Regions from separate parts of the Dromaius novaehollandiae genome. Here region 1 is linked to region 2. Evidence: chromatin contacts called from public Hi-C data. All regions are on one chromosome and are shown on one strand. The core of a region is the stretch at or near the end of the contact, and the rest is flanking DNA. Distances in the headings are between cores, read along the strand shown. Region 1 holds the start of TNKS2 (tankyrase 2). Region 2 holds the start of RPP30 (ribonuclease P/MRP subunit p30).

Region 1 (4,239 bases), core at 566-3,065, 330 kb before region 2:
AAAATACAGGAGTTACTTATGACTATCTTCCTACCTGAGTCTACCGCAAGTAGGCTGGCAGCACAAGAATGCCATCTGAAGCCGTGGAAGACTGTTAAATCAAGAAGTTATGCAAGTATTTTATGCCAGATCTTAATCATAGAGTTTTGGCAGATCCCACAGTCTTCTGAGAGGAGCCATTAGTAATTTCTCTATATCAAGCCTGAAGGGTACATAAGCATGGCCATGGCTTCTCCCATTTACACGCCAACCTGTTTAACATTAGAAGTCTAACAAACACATAAAATTTTTTTATTCTGTACTTTTTAAAGAAAAAGTTTTTTATAGATCAGAAGTTCTGTTTTTCAAACCCAAGACAACAGATCACTCCTGTCCAGAGAGGTGGACCAAATCACAACATTATATGACTAGGCACAAATAAACAAAACAAAGCGCAACCAAACAGAAAAACACTCATTTTTGTCAAGATGCAGTAAAACATACTGATTTATTCAGAAATTCAGAGCTGATAACAGAACAGGCAAGACTGTTGCACGTAAAAAGGTAAGTGCAAAATTGTTTTCCTCTGGATATTTAAAGTTGCCTCCTGGGATCTCTTGTGATCAAGTTTCTTAAATCTGTGAAATGCTGCTGTCCTGAAAAGAGGCTTTCAGAAATTTACACCCACTATGTCTTCAGAACAAGGGAAAAAGGCATCCTAAAGAGAGACCTTTTCGAAAACAATTCGGTGAAGAAACAAATGTCTTTATTACAATCCATGTTGTTTAGCAGATGAGAAGCTGCTGCCTTTTGTAGCCAACCTGTCTTGAGGTTCTACATATAACTGCTGCAATCAAATCAAAAGAAACAACAGCAAAACAACAGCCACAATCAGGTCTTTGTGTGAAAAGGTGGGATACTATCCTCTGGACAGCTGCCAAGGAGAGCAGTTGTTCTGTGATGTCAGTTATTTACGTATCTAAGTACCGAATTAACAAAGTCTGTTTGTTAACGATAGCAGAAAGCTTAGGAACTGTGTGCTCTGACAGGCCTCCTTCGCAGGAAAAACCCTAAAAATAAACGGGCTTGCCGAAATCAATGGAAACAGTACCTGCGAGGCACGTCACCTGTCAGAGCTCACAAGCCACCACAGAAACAGCCCAAAATCTCAATCGAGGTGTCCTGAACGGCAGCCGAGCGTTTTTTAAGGGTGAAAGACGGGAGGAAAAAAAAAAGAACCACCTGTACCACCCGGGGATCTCCCCGCCCGGCGGCGGCCAGGCGGCTCCGCGGGGCCTGCCCGTCCCGCCGCGGCGCTGCCCCCGCCACAAAATGGGCGCTGCGAGCACGCGGGGCCCGCGCAGGCGGCGAGGCCCCGAGCGTGGCCCCCGGGGCGCCCCCGCCGCGCCGCGGCCGTACCTGCGGCGAAGTGCAGCGGGCTGGACTTCCTGCCCGCCGTGTCGCGGCTGTTGACGTTCTCGGGCCGCACCAGCCGCTTCACGCGCTCCACGTCCCCGTTGCGGCAGGCCTCGAACAGCTCGCGGGCCGGCTCCGCCGCCGCGCCGCAGCCCGGCGCCTCGGCCAGGGCGGCCGCCCCGCCCGCGCACCGCCGCCCCGCCATGCCGGCCCGGGCCCGCGGGAGGCGGCCGAGGAGCCGCCGGCTCCGCTCACAGGCCGCGGCCCGCCGACACGCGCCGCTGGGCCGCCAGCTGCGCCCGGCGCATCGCCGCGGAGGGATCCGACGGAGGGGGCGCCGGCGGCGGCAGCTGCAGCCACTGCCAGGCTTGGGGCCGCGCAGGCGCCTTCCGAGGGGCAGGCGCGCGCGGAGGGAGTGCGCGGGCCGTGTGCACGCGCGGGCGGGGGCGCGCGCGCGGAGCATGCGCAGTGGGGGCGTCGGGCGGGGGGCGGGGCGCGGCCGGGTCTCGGCGGCGGGTTTTTCCGTTGGGCTCGAGGGCCTGGGGCGGTGCCAGGGCTGAGGCGGCTGCAGCCCCGCTTGAGCCCAGGGGCGTATAAATTAACATGTAATAACTATTGAGGGGATTTTTTTTTTTTGGTAATTTCTGAAAAATGCGTAAGATTGCGTTCTGCTGCTAGTAGCTTCATGATGTAATAAAGGAGATCCTTATGTGGTTATGTAGCGAAGCATGTTCCTCTAAAGGAGGTAATGTAGTTGCATAGTAACTGTGAAATGGAATTTATACTGTACAATTTATATAGTTTTTCCTTCTTAATCTTGGAAACTGCTGCTAGAAAATAGCGTTGACTGGCATTGCCCACTCAAGGTTTTACACTGAACGCAGAGCATCTCTGCCCTTCCGTAAAGGAGGAGGCAAGCCTGCCAGACAGCCTGAACGGGAAGTGTGAGCGCCGGTGGGGCCCATGGGAAGAGGACTCTTTCGGTAATGCTAAAACATTTTTTCCGCTCACGCTATAGTACTTAAATAAAAACACTTTTGTAAGGGTAGTTGAATAGGGTCAGTGGCTTCCTGTTCCAAAGGCAGGAAAGACGAGTGCCCCCAAAGTCAATTGAACTCGCAGACTATTGTCATACTAGCAATTAAAGGGCCTAGGAACCAGGAAACAGACCCTGCTGCTAATTGGTGCAGCCTAGTCACTTCCAGGCTGTTAAACTCTCCTGGCCCCTGAAATGAGGTAGTTGCATCCAAGCTGCCTGTCCCTGCTCCATGCTAATGCCTAACCTGTGGCCAGGAGTTGTTTGGGAGACTGCTGGCTGTCCCAGGCCCAACCACGTTACAGTGACAGCTCAGGTCCCAGAGCCTATGTCTATAGCCTGGCACTATTTAATTTACTAATATACACATAGCTACAGCTGTGTGACAGAAGAATGCAGATAGCTTAGGCACAGAGACAGAAAATATGTGCTTTGACAGACAGCCTTGATCATGCATATATGTTGTCTACCACCCCATTGGCATGTCTCCCTTTTACCACTTACCTTACAAGCTCTGTTCAGCAGGCAGGATTATTAGTAGGCAGGGAAAAGTCAGGGTATGACCAGAGTCTCTACCAGATTTTGTCACACATACGTAATTCATCCACTGCTTTGCATGTGGCCATAACATTCTGGTGTAAGCTATGATCAAATATGGCTCATCGGCTTGGAGCCACCTCAGACCTTCCCAACATCTCATTCTCCAAAGTATGCATGGTAAAAGCTGCCCTTTCTACGTGCAGGCTCCACAGATGGAAACAAGAGTTGCAGTGCTGCAGTTCGCTTCCTGAAACGTCAGCAGGGCAAACGAGTCGCTGGTAACCTGACTGTGAAAACCCGACAGACAACATGTAAGGAAAATAAAATGTGTATGTTGGGAGTCAAGTTCTAGTTATTATCTGAAGCACTACATTATCTTCCCTCTTAGATAACTGGGGATTTGGAGAGGTGGTGTTGGCTGGAGGAGTAAGAGACCTGCTCTGCCGTCAGTGGACCCTGAGCACCTCCTTGCATGGCACAGCCAGGCAGTGGGGGTTACCGTTCCTGCCCTCTGAGCCCCAGGCTTTGTTGGACACCCATCAAAGCACCTCAGGGAAATCTGAAGTACATATTCATTACATGATCATCCCATACATTTTCTGGTAAAAAGCAGACAGCTGATATGCAGAAAAGAAATCACAAAAAAGTCTTGTGAGAAGTGCTTTGTATTTTACCTGTGATAGCGGTGTTGTTATCTCTGTGACAGTCAAAGGACAGAACAACAAGATTTGCAGAGAGAGAGAATATCTTTTAGTAGGCCAACTAGTGTGGCTGGAAGAAAATACACAAGCCTTTGAGTTCATAAACTCTTCTTCAGGTCTACAACAGAAATAGAAAATGAATTTACTTGAAATTGGTTGCTTTTGTTTCCAATTTGAAGAAGCGACCTGAAAGTCTGTTTTTTCAACTCTGGCAAAAATATATCATTATGAAATGCTAATGGAAAAAGGTTGAAGCAAGTTAGAAAAAGAGCATGCTTATAAAATATATTGTTATTTTGGATCTAAAATTAGGAAACTATCCATTCTTTCCACATCTTTATACTAAAAAGATGCTAGTTTTTAAAATTATCTATAGCCTGGCTTCCTTTTCCAGTATGGCTTCCTGACAGCTTGAGTATAAAACCATGCCAGGTCTCTGTGAACGAGAAATAATTTTTAGATGTGTAATACTTTAAGAGCAGCATTCAGTTCCCCTTGAATTCAGTGAGTCAAAGACTCTTAGCACCTTTCAGGACTGGTCTTTTAATAGCCCTCACTCTGATTTTT
Region 2 (4,493 bases), core at 363-2,862:
CCTCCCCCCAAAATTACCTGTTTCTTTTCTTTAAAATCGATGACATGATTGAGAGCAACTGTCGAATATCCCACTAGAAAAGGTGAAAATATTGAAAGAATGTTTTGTCCAGTAAACTAATAGAAACAAATCCAAATAGAAACCTGATAAGCTCAGCCCATAAATATCTCAATATTCTCCTTCCACATTACAATTTTCTAGCGATTAATTCACAAAAAGTGTCTTAAAATACAACATTCTGTTTGCCTTTTAATACTCCCCAGCCTTGACATTCATTCAACGTCAGAGCTTTTCAAACACAAATGATTTCTTGAGCGGGGTTGTTCACCTGACCGGTGCTGAAGTAGATACAGGAGATGAAGCCTAAGTGATTTGCAGGGCTCGCAGGTAAACTGGTAGGTCTGTGATGTCTTTGGGAATGGCGGCTGGGAGCGGTTTAATCCATGGGCTCTCCACCTCCCGATTCTGCACATCCGTGAGGCTGCCCGAGCCTTGAGCTGCACACTACGCACCTTAGCAAGCTTGGGCAGCTCAAAGTGAAGAAAAAATACATTTCGTGAAGCTGCACCGTAAAGACAGCAACGGTGCTGCACTAATCCCACGTGCACACGCTGCCAAATGTGTACTCAGGGCTCCGCTAATGGACCAGGCGGACTGAAGCTCATTACTCCCTACTTACAGGCTGTGCTTCCCGCTAGGTGTCTACACAGAGCGGGCGATGTCCCGCCACGCTAACCTCCTCCTGGGGCAGGACAGCAGGCTCAGAGCCTGGGAGGAGGCCACCAGCCTCCACCTTCAGTACGATTGCTGACTGTCTCCAAGGGCACCCTTGTTAGCAAGCTAGGGACACACGCTCGAGAGGGAACTACCCTAACATCAGTAAGAAACTGCTTGAAAATTAAGAGCAAATAGCAATGATTCCTCATCAAGTCAGGATCTCCAAAGATTTGTGCTAGCATAGTCCCGTTGGTTATTTTCTTCAAGGGACGTGGCAAGCGACATTCAGGATTCTTGCTAAAACTGCAGAAAACACAAAGCTGGGAGAGAGGCGAGGTTAAAACTCAAGGCGACGCTGACAAGCTGTGGAAGGGGTCTCCCTCGGCAGGGCAAGGGGAGGACGCCACGTCTGCCAAAGCCAGACCGCCCGCCGCACACGGCGCGGCGAGCACCCCTTACACCGCGGCTCTGCCCAAGGCTCTCCGCCCCTCGCGCGGCCACCCGGGCCGCGGCCTTGCCGCCGCGTTTCCCCTCAAGGCCGCGCGGCCGCCGCGCCGCGGCCTAACGGGGCCCCGCGCCTCGAGCCGCCGCCATTCCGCGGGGCCGCGCCGCCGCCGCCGCCATTCCGCGCCGGGACTCACGGTGCGCCGCGGCCTCCAGCAGGCTCTGCAGGCACTTCTTGTCCGGCCCCGGCGGCAGGTTCAGGTCCGCGAAGCCGGCCATGCTGCGCGGGGGGCGGGACGGGGCGGGCGGCACCTCCCCCGCCGGCCCGGGGCAGCCTGGGGCTTGTAGTCCGCCGGCGCGGCGCGGAGCGGCCAGTGCCGGGGACCGCGGGCAAAGCCGCGGCGGGGCAGCCGAGCGCCTGCACCGGCAGGAAGCCCCCGGCGAGCGCGGAGCGGACCCGGGGGTGGAGCTGCCCGGCGTGCTGGGGCCCGCCGCGCTGGGGCCCGCCCCCCCCGCGGAGCCCCTGCTGCGGCCGCTAGGTGGAGCGGTGCTCCTGCCGAGCTCCGCGTGGTTGAGGCTCCCGCTGAACACCGGCAAGCGTCCTCTCTCTCTGTTTGAAGGTCCTGGTTTTCCTCGGTTAGCCAACAGAATGTGAAACGAAGTCCAAAGCTGCCGTCTCAAGAGATGTTCCCTAAAATACAAAAGGCCTGAGGAACTGTAAATCCATAGATCATATACATGTTAAGTATGTGGCACTATTGCAAAACCCCACAAATTTCATTCTGATGTCTGTCAACAGCAAAGCATATTTAAAATACGGGTGGTAATTATCACTACTTTTGTTCTTTCGGGGACTTACTGCAGCCACAGACAGCAAATCTGGGTCAACTTTGAGGTAGTTTTCCAAGGCCTGCAGCCAGGCTGGGGAAGCCTTTGTTTTCTTCCTTCGAGCTGGGCTAAAGGTTCGTGAAAGAAAGCCTGGGGGGGGGGGGGGGGGTATCAAACTCCAAATTCTTAACCAGGAAAAGATGCTGCTAACCAAGGTTAAAAATGGTGATTCTCCCAAATCCTCAGTCAGTCCCTGCTTACTTTCTCTCTCCTTGGTGCAGCTTTCGCCAGCTATGCTTTAAGATTCATGTCTCCCAAAGAGGCCCCACAATTTGCCAGGGACGAGCAAGAAATAATTGTGCCTGGCTGGCATGTTTCTGGCCTTGCTGCCCGATAAGTTACAAAGTCTAGTAACGGTGGTAAGAGAGAAGTTACTGGTGGGCTGCCGCGACGAGCAGGAGCTCTGGGATGGGAAACAACTGCCTGTCACATCCCTGTGGAAGGAAGAAGGGAGGCCAGCTGATAGACAGCCTGTTCCTGCCACAGCTGTGGCTGCATAGGCAGCCGGTTGTTGGCAATATTAGATACCAAGGTACTTAAGTAAAGGAGCTCTGTTTTGGTCCATCTATGTCCATAAGGTGTTTGCCTATTAGATCAGCCGGTACTGTTTCTCTTCAAACAACTAGCATAGCCTGAATGGCATTCTTGAGGATTTTCTTTGATGTGTATAAATGTGGAATAGCTCAAGGTATTATTCCAGGTTTTCTTTGACTGAGTGCATGATGGAGCTTGATTTATCTTAATGGTCATAGGAAATCAATGAACATGTATCAATTATTTGGGAGTGGACCACCTGGAGTAGTGCTCAGAGACATAAAGCAGGACTAAGGAGCTTTTGTGGCTGGCACTATACAAGTGAAACAAATCTCTTCTAGAGGTGTTTATAATAGAGAACTCTGCTAATTTAAACAGCTCTTCACAAATCCAGCAGAAGCCTATTTGCTGTAACGGTATAAGAACCTGAGTACGAAGCAACTTTCAGCATCAGGGTATCATGGATCATGTAAACAGACCAATGTGAAAACTTATTTTCTGTATCACTCGAGTCTTACTACTTTTGTTTATGCCAGCCCCAGTGATCTATTTAAAAAATCTAGCAAAGCTAAAACATCTCTGTGGTCCTCACTGTCAAGTCAGAAGCCTCTAAAATGCTTCATTTGTGTGTGTCCTGAAGCCCTCTTAGTGGATCCTAATTTCCCTCATCTAGGTGTTCTTTCCTGCTCAGTATATTTGGATTCCAGGGGAGTCTTTTCTGTGATTCTTGCACAGACCAACAGGCTCCTGAATCCATCTGAGTACCCCTAACAATTCTTCTAATGTGCCTTTGATAGGGACCCTATCATGGCAACTATTGGACTGTTTTGCTTTAGTTCTGCATTCAGCTCTTTTAGGGGACTAAGATACTATTGGGTACTACTGTCTATCTCAGTAACATGAATGTCACAGTCACTTTAATCATAAGCTCAATAGTTCCTTTGTAAAGGTGCATACTGAATTTTCAGAGAGGGAACACTTTTCTTGAGTGATACAGAATTTTTAGCATAAATTTCACCCTGTTAGTTTGTTTTATTTTCAGATGACAGCTTGCTGCTGCCCGTATTTGCTGATTCCAAAAAGGGAAGACATCATTTCACATTTTTTTAAGTTGCACAGATGTGAGTATTTATTTTGACAATGAAAATAAACACCAAAGATGTGAACGGTTACCTCTCTCTCTTACTGCCATAGAGTGGTGATGATTTATTTTCACAAAGATAAGAAAAGGCAGTAGAGAAAACTGCAGCTGCAACATCTTTGCTAGAAGTCGGACAAGAGTGTTATTTGCTAAACAGTACATGCTGGGAATAAAAATCAATGTTTCAATAGTATTTGTCCACAGAATTCTACCCAGACTGTGACAAAATATTCTAAACATTTTGACAACATATTTCCCCATGAGAAACATATACCTATACTTTATTTTTTATTTCCAACATCAGGCCTTCACTTTATTGGTATCCAAAAATAGAAAATGAAAACAAAAGGAAAGAAAAAAACCCTTTTACAGTAGACAAATGAAAATGACAGTTTATGAAGATAGACTGGCTCTGACAAGGAAGGAGAGAAAAAGGAGACAGAAAGGAAGAAGAGCAAGAAAATCATCTTGTTCATTTACCTTTTCACGCTGATGTTGTGGTACCTTCCTGCCAGGTACCCAAAACCACAATGCCTTTAAGCCTTTATGTTAAGACGAGCAGAGCTGTTGTTTTCCAGACCTAGATGTGTGGGGAAAAGGGCTACTGGCCAGTGGTTTCCACTCTGGTAGTAAGGCTTCTGGTGCTGCACTCCTTGGCCCATTTGAGTTCAAGTACTCAGAGTTAGCAAAGACCTGTTGTTTCAATAGACCCTGGAAGCACCAAGTCCTCAGGCGAGGGGCCATTCGACAAGAATACAGGATTTAGCAG

The links. A called contact is a pair of places that touch in the nucleus more often than the background predicts.
Region 1: a contact with region 2 is called in a Hi-C map of brain, with 4 times the contacts expected there. The contact joins the promoter of TNKS2 here to the promoter of RPP30 in region 2. A contact is called at or near these places in 2 of 4 Hi-C or Micro-C datasets (brain and liver).

The regions. Positions count from the first base shown.
Region 1 is chr6:29,465,588-29,469,826 of bDroNov1.hap1, reverse strand. TNKS2 (tankyrase 2) reads right to left here and starts at 1,815. Exons shown (of 27, transcript XM_064514034.1): 1 at 1,399-1,815. The coding sequence starts at 1,600.
Region 2 is chr6:29,137,185-29,141,677 of bDroNov1.hap1, reverse strand. RPP30 (ribonuclease P/MRP subunit p30) reads right to left here and starts at 1,612. Exons shown (of 12, transcript XM_026094124.2): 1 at 1,359-1,612; 2 at 329-530; 3 at 18-73. The coding sequence starts at 473.